Regions from separate parts of the Cricetulus griseus genome. Here region 1 is linked to region 2. Evidence: chromatin contacts called from public Hi-C data. All regions are on one chromosome and are shown on one strand. Each heading gives the region's core, a stretch centred on a gene start, on an enhancer-like site or on the middle of the called end of the contact. The rest is flanking DNA. Distances are from core to core; before and after follow the strand shown. Region 1 holds the start of Mertk (tyrosine-protein kinase Mer). Region 2 holds the start of Tmem87b (transmembrane protein 87B).

What was found. Hi-C and Micro-C count contacts between places; a contact is called where the count stands out from the background.
Region 1: a contact with region 2 is called in a Hi-C map of fibroblasts, with 8 times the contacts expected there. The contact joins the promoter of Mertk here to the promoter of Tmem87b in region 2. A contact is called at or near these places in 7 of 8 Hi-C or Micro-C datasets (the CHK-Q cell line, the CHL-YN cell line, the CHO-K1 cell line and 3 more).

What each region holds. Positions count from the first base shown.
Region 1 is chr6:49,859,025-49,865,677 of CriGri-PICRH-1.0, forward strand. Mertk (tyrosine-protein kinase Mer) reads right to left here and starts at 1,928. Exons shown (of 19, transcript XM_035446328.1): 1 at 1,670-1,928. The coding sequence starts at 1,817.
Region 2 is chr6:49,728,154-49,734,457 of CriGri-PICRH-1.0, forward strand. It overlaps Tmem87b (transmembrane protein 87B), which reads right to left and starts at 4,595. Exons shown (of 19, transcript XM_027421844.2): 1 at 4,400-4,595. The coding sequence starts at 4,564.

The sequences.
Region 1 (6,653 bases), core at 678-3,177, 130 kb after region 2:
TTTTAAAAATGGCTAAAAAACAACAGAACCACTTAAGATTTCAAGCATTTTAAAAGCCCAGTTTGCTCTCAGGGTTCACACTTCTCAGTCACAGACTGAGGCATCAGACTGGCTTCACTTCCAAACTTTCCCTCCTCAGTCCTCTTCCCTCCCGGTTCTCCCTAGAGACACTGGAGCCCCTTATGCTGCTATATCCCATCCCCCATCTCAGACTGAGCAGAGAGTTAAGAGCAGAGCACCTGAAACAATGCTTTCCCCGCAGCTCCAATTCTGTTAGAAGAAAAATTAAGAAATTTGCATTCTTCTTTAGAGTACACGTTAGGACTTTCTGTGGCTATCTAACTAAACCCATCAGTTACAAGACTTCACACTTTCAAAATTTAGAAAATAAAGCATAGATTTTAAAATATTATGTTCCTATTACTCTTCGGGTGCATACCACATTCATAGCCTCCAAAACTATGTCTGGCTGGCCAGCACTGGTAGCAAAATACACCCGATTTGCAGCAGATTATGAAGAACAGACCTGGCAGAAAGGCTGAGGAATTTTTGAGGATTTGGTGATGGAGAACAGAGACGGCTCAGTTCTTTGCCTGTTTTTGGCTCTTGATGTATGTTTCAAATTGTCATGTTGCCTCAAACTACAAATTGCTTACGTAATTTAGTATGCCAGAATAGAGTTGTTCAAGAAATATTCTTTTGAGCAAATGAACTTTGAAAGGAAAGACAAGGTTTGTAGCTAGACTGTAAATCGGACTTTGTGGGTATTCTTAAAAGACAAACTTTAGTCAACCAGCCTGAAGATCAGCAGAGACAACAACAACAAAAAACAAACAAACAAACAAAAACTACCACACATTCTGAATGCAAACAAACCCTTCTTGGGCAGGGGCAATACCTGAAACGTATTGGTTTGGTAGTCATCCAACCCTCCCACTCCTGTTTCTTTTGGTAAAGCCTAGCTCATTTTTTTTTTCCAGTCTCTTCACAAAGTGCCTCAGTATCATCTGTTGGAGAAACCTGCCGTACTTGTTTGCGCTTATCAATCCATTGAGTCACTGAAACGCGTGTGAGAACACTTAAGCAGGTCGAGATAAATGTAGAAGCTACCCAAACACAACAGATTCTGCTCCACAGTAATAGCAAGGAAAGGATTGTGTCGTCCCCCTCGGCTTTATCCAGGCCTCCACAGTCACAGGGTGTCCCTGCAAAGGAGCGCCAGCGCAACACAATGCACACCAGAGCTCAGGGGAGAAGCCAAAACCAGTCTTTCCCTGGCGGGACACCCAGCCTCGGTCCAACACCACACGAGAACTGCGACACTCAACTCCGCAGTCGCTCACTGGTTCACCGCGTGGGATTGCCTTCGGATCCCCGGTCTGGCTCGCAGAAATCCCGCCAAAGCGGCCAGGCCACTAGACGGTGTTGAGGGAAAGTTGTTGGTGTTTGCCATACCAGACCTGAGTGCTGCGTTCCACACAGGCTCTAACTTAGATGCTCCCAAAGTGCCCCACTGGGCTCTATGTCCTCCTCTGTGGTGATGGGGAGTCCTCGGTGCCCACTGGTGCCTGTTCCACTAGGACGTGCGCCCCGTGATTCGGCTGGGGATCCCCAGAACCCCCGACGGCTAGCTGGAGTTAGCAGCAAACCTTTGGGACCTCGCACTCACCTCTCCAGGGCGCGGGTAGCAGCAGCAGACCCAGCAGCAGTGAGGCCAGAACCATCGCGGAGCCGCGGATCTGGAAGTTCTCTCCGGACAGATGCACGGACCCACTGACGTCCTGAACTCGCCGGTGGCCGCCGGAGCGCGCTTGCATAGCGCTGCAGTCCCGGCTGCCGGGGCAGCAGGCGCCGAAGTGGCAGCGCCAAGCCGAGGCTCGCAGGCGTCGTAGGTTAGAAGAGGGAGGCGGGTCCGGGGCTCAGGCCTGGGCGGGACCAGCAGGTCGGTGTGGGCAGGGGGCGGGAAGGAGGGAGGGCAAAGAGAGAAGAGGAGGGGCGGACCATGGAGGGGCGGGGCAGACGTGAGTGGAGCTAGGGTCAGACGCCCCAGGTTCCCCCTACCCCACCCCACCTCCTCCTGAGGGCGTGGAAAGGAGATGTTGGAGAAGAAAGAAAGCTAGCTAGTGGAGAGCAAAGGAAGGCCACTATCTTGGGCTAGAAGGACTGAGAACCGAGAGGAAGTGGAGGGTGCTAAGAAAGAGCATGATCTGGAGGAGAGAGCGTCTCTGGCCACCCGGCAACCTCGGAGTCTCACTTTGTAGGGGTAGGGAGGGAGGAGGGCTTGAAAACAGGAGAGGAAGAGTTCAGTGGAGTGCATAGGATGCAGCCCCCAGACCTTTGAGAGTTAGTGGTGGGTCCAGCTGCCTTGGGACCGCAGCGCCCCTGCAGTCCAGGCTCTTCTGGTGTGGGAGGCCCTAGCAGCAGCGCCCCAGGCACTGTGGCCACAGTGGCAGCCGGGCCCTCCTCCAGGCTAACTGAATCCGAGGAGCAAGAGCGTACCCTGGCGTCAGGAGCTTGCAGCCTTCACCAGAGAGGCTCTCCAGGGAGAACTAAGCCTAATCCTGTAAGGAGTCTAAGAATCTAAGAGAGGTTGGGAATAGGGATGGAAAGGGACAGTGTTGCAGCGGGAAAGGGCGGAAGGTCCCAGACAGCAGCAGCGGATTGTGAATTCTGTAGTGTATCACTAGGAAACGGAAGGTGCCTTTTCTAGCAACCGCCGTGATACCTTGCATTTTGTACGCTGGTTTTCTTTTGAGATGAGGTCGCTTTAGGGCCTAGAATAAACCGCCCTAATGAATTTAGAGTATTTATTGATGAAACTAAGGATAGGGACACAAGCACTGTGATACAGTCAGCTCCTGGTGTCTCTAGCCATGCAGGAAGACACCAAACCAGAAAGACAGGATTAAACAGACCCTTGATTGGTGATTGGTGTAAGAGAGCCCAGTTTACTGGGGGTGGTGCCACCCCTGGGTAAGAAAGCAAAATAAGCAAGCCAGGAAACAGCATTCCTCCATGATCTCTGCTTCAGTTCTTGCAACGAGGGTCCTACCTTTAATCCTTTCCCTGGCTTCCCTTCATGATGGACTACAACTGTACGCTGAAATAAATTCTTTTCTTCCCTTGTTGCTTTTGGTTACAATGTTTATCACAGCAATAGAAACCTCCCTAGGACAGACAGGGCCTTGCTATGTTCCCCAGGCTGGATTTGAATTCCTGATTCAAGCGAACACTCTAACCTTCTGAGTAGCAAGAACTACATGTTGGTGCCACTACTACTTGCTTAAATCTCACTATATTTTCTTTTAAAGACAAAGTCTCATTTTTATCCCTAGCTGGCATGGAACTCACTGTGTAAACCAGACTGGCCTCAACTTCACAGAGATCCATCTGCTCTGTCTTCTATGTGCTAGAATTAAAGGTGTGTGCTACCCTGTTCAGCACAAATCTGACTTTCTTTTTTCTTCTTTTGGTTTATTTATTTTGTTTTATGTGTTTGGGTGTTTTGACTGCATATTGCATATGCCTGGTACCTGTGGAGGTTAGAAGAGGGTACTGGATCTCCTGGACTGTAGTAACAGGTAATTGTGAGCCACCAGTTGGTCCTCTGTAAAAGCAACAAATGCTTTTAACCACTGAGCCAGCTTTCCAGCTCCAAATCTGACTTTGTTAATGAGACCTGCCTTGTACAGTACTGTTTTACAGTTTACCATAAATGCAGTGGAAATGGAGCATTGGCCAGTTCATTAAGTTCATGGATTTGGACTGCAGAAGTGGATTATCTTTTCTCTGTGATTTCTGTCTTCAACCTTCCAGTGGCTAGCACTTAGAGTGACCTCAACGAGACAGGACCTTGGAGTCTGCAGCCTGGCTTTGCACATCAGCATTACTGGAAGATAGTCGTCCAAGAATATATCACCTGCATGATTTTGTGCTGAAGCAGCAGAGTTGAGTAGTTGTAACAGAGATTATATTCGTCACAAAGCCATACAATCCAGCCCTTTACAGTGTCTGCCAATTCCTGGTCTTAATGTTAGTTCATTTACATAGCTGATGCCTGCACTGGCATGCTTTAGAGACAAGGGCTTTGGACCAAAGGATCTAGACAAGCTTAGAGAAAGTCTGGCTTGGGATCGCAGAGCTCCAAGAGTGAGTAATCCAGTGAGCAAGGTAGATGCTGCATGGCCCTGAGTGACCCAGCCTCAGAGGTTAATTGGCTCTCAAGGTGGAAATACCATCAAACCTACTCTCATCGGGAGAAGCCACAGAGCAGAAACTTTACATGATAGAGGAGTCAAAGAGCTTGCAGCTGTATTTAAAAACCTCCACAAACATACAAAAGAAGCTAAAATGCAAGATGTACTAATAGTATAGTATTAATTCCATACTTACCATACTTTCAACTTGTTACCAAAACATGTGAAGAGAAATGTGAGACAAAATAGAATCAGATTCCATGTTCTTATATCTAGTTCTGTTTTGTAGAATGCCCAGGGGGCAACATCTATGCAATTCCAGCAGGGCAACAATAACCTGGAACCCAGGTTTCAATGAAGCTATGTAGCCTAGAGCCTTAGATCTACTGTTTATTAACTAACCAAAGGAGATAATATTCAGGGCCTGTAGCATTGTTTATCCAGGACCAGAGAAGATCATTTCTACTGATTCAAGTGTAGAAGGCTATAACCAACAAAAAGTGTGATCATGATCTATGTATTAAGTATACTTAACATGGCCAGGCGTTGGTGGCGCTTGCCTTTAATCCCAGCACTCGGGAGGCAGAAGCAGGTGGATCTCTGTGAGTTCGAGACAAGCCTGGTCTACAAGAGCTAGTTCCAGGACGGCCTCCAAAGCCATAGAGAAACCCTGTCTCGGAAAAAAAAGTATGTTTAACACATTAGTGACATGGCTAAAGACTTTCTTAAAAAAAAAAAAAAGATTTATGCATTTATGATGTTTACAGTGTTCTGCCTCCAGGCCAGAAGAGGGCACCAGGTCTCATTATAGATGGTTGTGAGCCACCATGTAGTTGCTGGGGATTGAACTCAGGACCTCTGGAAGAGCAGCCAGTGCTCCTAACCTCTGAGTTATCTCTCCAGCCCAGATGAAGACTTCCAGTCAAAGGCCCCAGTGGGATTATGCCAGACCATTTGTAAAAGGTTAAGACATTCTTCAATGAATGACAGCCCTCCCCCTTTTAAGACCAGGTCTCCTGCATCAAATTTGCTATGTAGCTCAGGATGATCTTGAACTTTAGATCCTTCTGCCTCACTTCTATAGTGCTATACTGTCACTATACCTGGCTTTGTGTGGTGCTGAGGACCAAACCCAGAGCTTTTTGTACTTATTGGGCAAGCACTCCGGTCTTCACCATTGGCCCATGACCAATGACCGAATGCTGTTCTTTATCCTCCTAACCACTGCCTTCTGATCTTTTCAGCATTGTTCTTAGCTGTGACCTGTAATCTACTCCTGCTTCTGTCCCACTATGCACTCCCTCCCCAAATACTGCACCCGCCTCAGCTAGTCTCCTCATCCACTGTGACACAGCTCAGGCTATCTGCACTGACAGAGATCTAGACATCAGATTGGCCCTAGGACACTCTGCACATCACCGTGTGGCATGAAATGACCTTAATCTACCATCAGTGCTAGAAATCCATTTGGTCATTTACATAAATGGACCATTACCTGTTGCTTAATTTCAGGTATAAACAGATGCCTAGGGAGTATTGCTGAAATAATGTATGGCTTCTCCAGAAGAAAGGCCTTATCTCATGGAACCTAGTGCCAGTTAAGGCCTGGACCACTCTGGCCATCACCCATCCTGAATCCATACTATATTCCTTCAGTAACTGCTTCCAGGTTTTTCTTTGGTAAATCATACCGCATACACTCACATTCCTGCTGTCCTTGAGTCTGAGAGGTAGAGTTCTCCTTGCTACCTTAAGATCATCCACTGTCCCTCTTCTCCAAAAAGTTTCTGACTGTAAACTTATGCCAAGAGATTATTAAAGAGGGATAGAAGAGAGTAACAGAAGGTGAATGTGATAAAAATATATTATGTGCATATGTAATGGTTCATAATAAACTCTTGATTGTGTGTAGTTAATATATTGTGTATAATTAATATATGCTAATCACACATTAGAACATCAATTAATTAATTAACAGGACTATACCAGCCCTGAATGCTACATTTATCCACATCCCTAGAAAGTTTCATTCCACATATTATAGCTACTTCCTTCACACTACCCATAAATAACTCCTGGTGGTTTCAGTACCACACCAGAAATGTAAATGGAGGTTCTTGAAGTTTTCTTGGGAACTAGGATGATGCCAGTAAGAGACTCCACCCAATGCTAAAAGTCATAAGGAAAGGATGACATCTTGCAGTTTCTTAGAAGGACCAAATAGTGCCTAGAAGAAACTATTCAATGTGCTCAACACCATGCTGAGAGTATGGTGCACACCTCTTGGGCGAGTAGGTTTCGTTAATGTAATTCATTTGGAAGTGTCTTAGGGTTACAATTGCTGTGATGAAGCACCATGACCAAAGCAACCTGGGGAGGGAGGGGCTTAATTAGTTACACTTCCAGATCACTGTTCATCATTAAAGGAAGTCAGGATGGGAAGGCAAACAGGGAAGG
Region 2 (6,304 bases), core at 3,345-5,844:
GAGTGATTATATTTTAAAGGTTCCACACCTAGCCTTCAAGTCAAGACATTTTAAAAATGCAAAACTGGGTCTAGAGAGACGGCTGGGTAGTTTAAAATGCCTACTGTTCTTGTAGAGGACTAGAGTTAAGCTCCCAGCACCCATATCACAAGGCTCACAACTGCCTATAACTCCAGCTCCAGGGGATCTGTGCCTCTTCAGACCTCTGCAGGTACCTGCATTCATGTACACATTCCCCCATCCCATATACATAATTAAAAATTATATATAAATCTTTAAAATGTAAAATTGACTGTATCTCTTGCTGGCTTAAAATCTCATTGCTGTGTTTATTCCCTAGTTGTTGTAAGGATCAGAAGTAGTGGTCCTGCCTTCGAAGATCATGAGTTCAACGCCATCCTGGGTCACACAGTGAACTCTGGAAAAAAACAAAACAAAACAAAACAAAAAAAAACGAAAGACCTCAAAAAGTCGAAACTGGAGCTTGGTGATACACAAGACAGAGGGCTCTGGCCATTATGGTCAGTGTTGCTTGGGCATAATACAAAACTGCACATTGCATGATGTTCTCTTGGCATCAAAGTTAAAAGTATTTTCAATAAATTACATTCCTCTGCAAATTGATTTTGTTTACCACTGTACTTACAGCAGGCCAAAAATCCTGCAGACCCCACACAATCAAAGCCTGCTTGCCTCTCCAGCAATGTTTCGTTTCTGGAAAACTGCTGCTGGGACCTCAGCAGTCAACCTGAAAACTGCAAACCCCTCTCGTGCTACTTAGCTCCTTCTTACCTCAAGAACCAACTCAAAATCTCTTTCCTGGCTGGGAGTATGTAGCTAGCGAGTCTGTTTAGCATGCTTCCAACCCTGGGTGTGCTCCCCAGTGACCCCATACCTCCTTTATGCGGTCTCTAGTAGCCACCTTGCTTCACAACGATAACCACAATTAAAGTCAAACACTTCTTCCCAAGAATAAAAATCCCGCAAGAAGGGACCATGCTAAATGAAAGAACAGTAAGGAATTATAGAGCACTGGTAGGACAGGTCACTCTTTTTGGTAACCATTTCCCCTCCCCAACAGTTCCCACAATAATAAAATCAGCAGCCCAGATCCCTCCTCTGATCTCGAAGATACATACAGTCATGGATATGTACATCAGGCACATTACACTAACCTGCATTGACCAGGCACACTCCTCTCTGTTCTCACCAAGTCTTACACTGTCTGCTGTGAAGATCAAGCCCTCCCGTGACCTAAGCCATCACTCCCTCGCTTCCACCCCAACCCCCAGCACAGGCCTATTTACAGCACTCGCTTCCCGTGTTTAGTTCTTCCACATCTACCAACATGGTGCCATGCTGCCCCTCAACATTTCTGCTTTGACCTCAACAGTATAACTGGCTCTTCTGTCTCCAGACCTGAGCCTACCATTTATCATTAGGTGGCAGCCAGAATAATTAGCAGTTTGCCAAAATCCCTGTAATGGCTCTCTGTTATTCATATCCAAAACTAGCGACTGATGATCCCAGGGCTTAATCAACCCCCGTAGTGATATATTCACCCCCCCCACACACCTGCAGTACTGACCACACCCTTTTGGGTGGTCACAGGTGCGGACTTGACCAGTTAAAAGGAATAGAATTGGGGCTCAGAGGCCCCTTTGGTCTCGGAGAGCATCTGGGTAGCAAGGTCTGCACCCTTGGAGCAGGAGACCACGACAGCTATTTGCTTCCTGTGTAAGTTCTTTTCTCCTGATAAACTCCACTTCATCTTACTGGGTCAAGCATCCTTATTTTCACACCCATAACCCCCAAATGGGGTGAGGGGGTATATCTGGCCCATGATGAGCAATTAAAAAAAAACCAAAAACAAACAAAAAAACTTCCAAGTTAGGTGACATAATACACATACTGTTTCAAGCTTCACTTAAAGGAGTTCTGGCAATTCTGAACCATAGCATCTCCTCATCTGGAGTCAAATGACAGTTACTCTATATAGCTGGCTTTCCTTCCTGAGGGAAGAGGGTAGTCTAAGCTCAAGAAGCTTACAAGGCAGACAAGGGCCTTCCCTGAAATTACAGCAGCAGGGAACAGTTGCTGGGATGTTGTAGCTGCCTACAAGTTGTATGGTGGATCTTTAGTCACATAGCTCTGAGATCTTAGCCATGCTAGGGGCACCCTTGTTCTTATGAGTAACCCCAAGGTACTCATTGGTTCGTTCACTAAGATGGACTTCCATAGAGTTGTTGCTTTCACCTGTCACTGTCCTATTAGAAACAGTCTCTGAGGGAAAGTCACATAACAGTTACCAATTTCAAGAGACATGCTATCCAAACTCAGCTTACTTCAGACACGATCTATCTCAGCCCTGCAGGTCCTGTAGTTTTAAAACTGAAGTCTAGTGAGGAAAGCCTATGGTGACCTTAGTCCCCCACCTTCCAGAACTTCATTCAATAAAAACACCAAGAATTACCCACACTGCTAATGCTCCACTCCTTTTCTTAAAAGGAGATACCTCTTCATCTTTTCAGACTAGCTATACATCTCCACAAATCAGGGTAAGCTGGCTCCATCAGTACTTGAATACTAATATCCCAAGAATGCTATGGTATACTAAGTATCTGCTCATAAATGTGCTGTTCCCAATATTGTGTTAGCTCCTTGAGATGAGAAAACATCATATCGAAAGTCATCTTTGCAAGAGTAATAACCAATCTAGTACATGGTATAAGGTGGTGCTTGTTATGCAATGATTTTTTTTTTTTTTTTTTGGTTTTTCCAGACAGGGTTTCTCTGTGTAGCTTTGGAGCCCATCCTGGCACTTGATCTGTAAACCAGGCTGGCCTTGAACTCAAAGAGATCAGCCTGCCTCTGCCTCTGCCTCATGAGTGCTGGTATTAAAAGCATGCCACCAATGCCCGGCTATTTAATGATTTTTATATCTAAAAGAACTTATTTTTTCTTTTGAGGAATTCACAAAACAAATGAAAGCCTCATTCTCTCTGTTCTAAAAGACAAATTCTGACAATTTAAGAAGAAAGCAATCAACCTGCTTTTTGCAAAGAAAAGCTTGCTGATGCTCCTGAGCTACATAGGAAATAAACTCAGCCTGACCACCACACATGACAGTCAAGAAAGAAACTCTGCTTGTCAAAAGATCCTGTCATTCTTCCCTGTGGGACTCTCACTATAAAGTATGCTCAGCAAAGATCTTTGCAGACATGCTCAAGTAGAGTAACAGTTTTCACGTAGTTAATTCACTTGCATTGTTTTTACTTGGAGTTTACAAACACTGCCTTAATCACATTCACTACAGAGGCAGTGGGAAACTGTGAAGTGTGCTTCCACAAAAGTTGCTTTCTATTGATGAGAAGTTCAGCAATTGAGATGGGCAGCCCCTGTCATTGGTATGTCTGCAACACAGGGCACCGACTCAGAACAATCTTCAAAGAAATGCTACTGAGCCAGGATACAGAAACAAGCCTATCTTTGATCCTCTGTAGCTTTGTGTTTGGAAGCGTGTGCAGCTTCTGATATTACTTTAGGTTGCAGAAATAGAAATTTCATCTTTAAAAGCTGGACGTCGTCTCAATGCACCCCAAGCAAATCTGGGTGAGTCATCTGACTCCAGAGAAATTCTAGAGACAATGCCACTTCCTGAGATCCCTATCTCTTTTGCAAGACTTTCCATAATTCGGCCCCTGCATTTCCCCACATCTTTTAGCCACACAGAACGTCAAGCTCTCTAACGGCCTGCCCAGTTAAGGAAATTTTCATCCACTCAAGCCTCCAGACTTGCCTTTTAAATACTCCTAAGCACACACCTTGCCCCGCCTACACACGTAGAAGTCCCTGAACTGTGATAGGAGCGCTAAAGAACACATACAAGCCCAAGTAAATAAAATAGAGGCGAGGTGGTGACTGTGTGCATGACTATAGAGCACATTAAATGTGCACTCTAACAGAAGGGGTAGACAAACCTCTCTGGGGTCTTAAGCAGTAATCTAGCCGAAGGATCAGTCTCAACGATGCCGCTGGGAATGCAGAGACTGGGGGCTCTGATCAGAACAAATAAAGGCATGATCTAGACACACCGTGTCAGGGCACAGTGAGAGTTCAGGACAAGCGGGTGGAGAGTCTCGCGAACAGCAAGAGCATTTGGAAGGGGAAGCCGGCCTAAGGACAACTGGGATCGCTCTTCCCTGAAGCCCACGTCCGGCAGAGGGGTGGGGACGCTCCTTTCCTAGAGCTCAGTCAGACAATGGGTTCAGGAAGCCTGTCACTGGACCCACCACTGTGGGTGAACAAGCCCAAGGCCAGACCGGTGCGCGGGCGGAGCTACCCTGCCAGGGCCCTGGGAGCCTGAGAAGCGCCACGCCTCAGTCCCCAGAGTACTCACGTCATTGACGGTCCTCGTCCAAAGCCCGAGCTCAGGGACGGCGTCGACAGCCGCCGGGGCCCAGCACAGGAGGCACAGGGCAACGCGCAGCAGCTGGGCCGGGGCAGGCAGGCGGCCCAGGAGGCCGGGAGGGAGCCAAGCTGAAGAGCGACAGGCGGCAGCCATCTTGACGCGGAAGCCGCACCTGCGCTCCCGGAACCGGCCACGCCCCGGGGCCGCACCTGGCGCAGTTCCGCCCCTAAAGGGCGGGCCCGCTGCGGGCGGGCGGGGAAAGGAAGCTTGAGCGGGAGTGCAGAGGGCGCCTTGGGCTGAGGCAAGGCGGCGCCGTTAGTCTGGGAAGCAGGGCGGGACCTGGAGGTGGCTTCAGGCCTGGGAGAAACAGAGGAAGCGTGGAGGGGAGGGACCAGAGTGGGAAGAAGGACCGGCTGGCCCGGGAAGGGGGCGGGGCCGAGGAGGAGGCGGGGCTCAGGCGGTGAGGCCAGGAATGAGGCGGGGCCAAGAGTTTAATTAGGGAGGGTTTATGGACGCGGGGCGTGGTAAGGAGGCGGGGCCTTCCGGGGGAGTTGGGGAAAGGCAGGACTGCAACCAGATTAAAGAGCCGGGTGGGCGGAACCATAAACTGTTTGGAAGGGAAGCTTGAGTGTGGGAAGGGGGAGGCGGGGCAAGGGGCGAGGAGAGGAAAAGGAGGAAAAAGAGGCAGGGCCTGCAAGGAGGTTAGAAAGGAAAGACCTGGTCTGGACGATAATGGGGCTCTCTAATGAGGAGTTGGCACAAATGAAGGTCCCATTGGAGCATCTTGGGAGTTCAAAGACTGCCTAAGCTATATAGCAGGCTTGAGGCCAGCGTGAGCTACATGAGACCTTGTCTAAGAGCAAAACAAAACAACAGATCGTTTGTTAAATAACCATCCAGATGAGCTCTAAAGGAAAAAAAAAATCGTTTCTGGAGCAATAGTCAGATCTCACCAGTAGGTGGCACTGGTAAACTAATAATGTTTTATATAAACTTACTCTTCCCTGGTGGTCTTTCTAGTCCCCATTAGATAACAGTTGTTATCTTCAGTAGGACTTGTTGTCCATATTTCTAATTTACTTACTTTTAGTTAAGTAATTATTTTTCAAGCACATTTGAGTTTACAGTGAAGTAAAGAGAAATGTCTCTCTAGAGAGTTCTAAGATCACCCTGGTCCCCCCAGCAATCTCCCCTCCCACCTAAGCAACATCCCACACTACAAGAAGTGCCTTTAATAGAGATCATTGAACTAGTGATCAATTCAGAACACCTTTGTTTTTACTGCTTATTAAGTATCACATAATGGTAGTGATTTCGAGTAATACACTCAACAGGGGTTATTTTACATTATTAATGAGCAGATGGACTAGTGAGAGGATCCAGAGGATAAAGGCACTTGCTGCCAAGCTGGACCACCTGAGATCTATCCCTGGAACCCACGTGGTGTAAGGAGAGAACAGACTCTGGCATGTTCTTTAACCTGCACATGATCCTTACTGGACACACAAATAAAATATAATTAAATGTTTAATGGAGTAATTACTTTTGTCAATTAGATGTTTCTTTTCTAGGGTAATTTCACTTCCAAGGAAGAGTAGTGCTAATGTTGATTCTTTAAGTAAGTCAGGCTGCATTTGTTACCTCCTATATCCAAAGCATTCTATCTGGATAAGATCAATAAAGTCTATCAACAGGCAGTGGATATAACTTTTGCTCAGTGTACCCTGCCCTGGTCTGATCCCAATCATTGCAAACAGAGCTGATAGGATCGGAGAAACTGGTCATATCCTGAAGTGTCTGGAGACATGGCTCAGAGGTAAGAGCTCTGGCTGCTCTTGCAGAGGACCAGGGTTCTATTCCCAGCACTCCCATGGCAACTCACAGCCTTCTTCA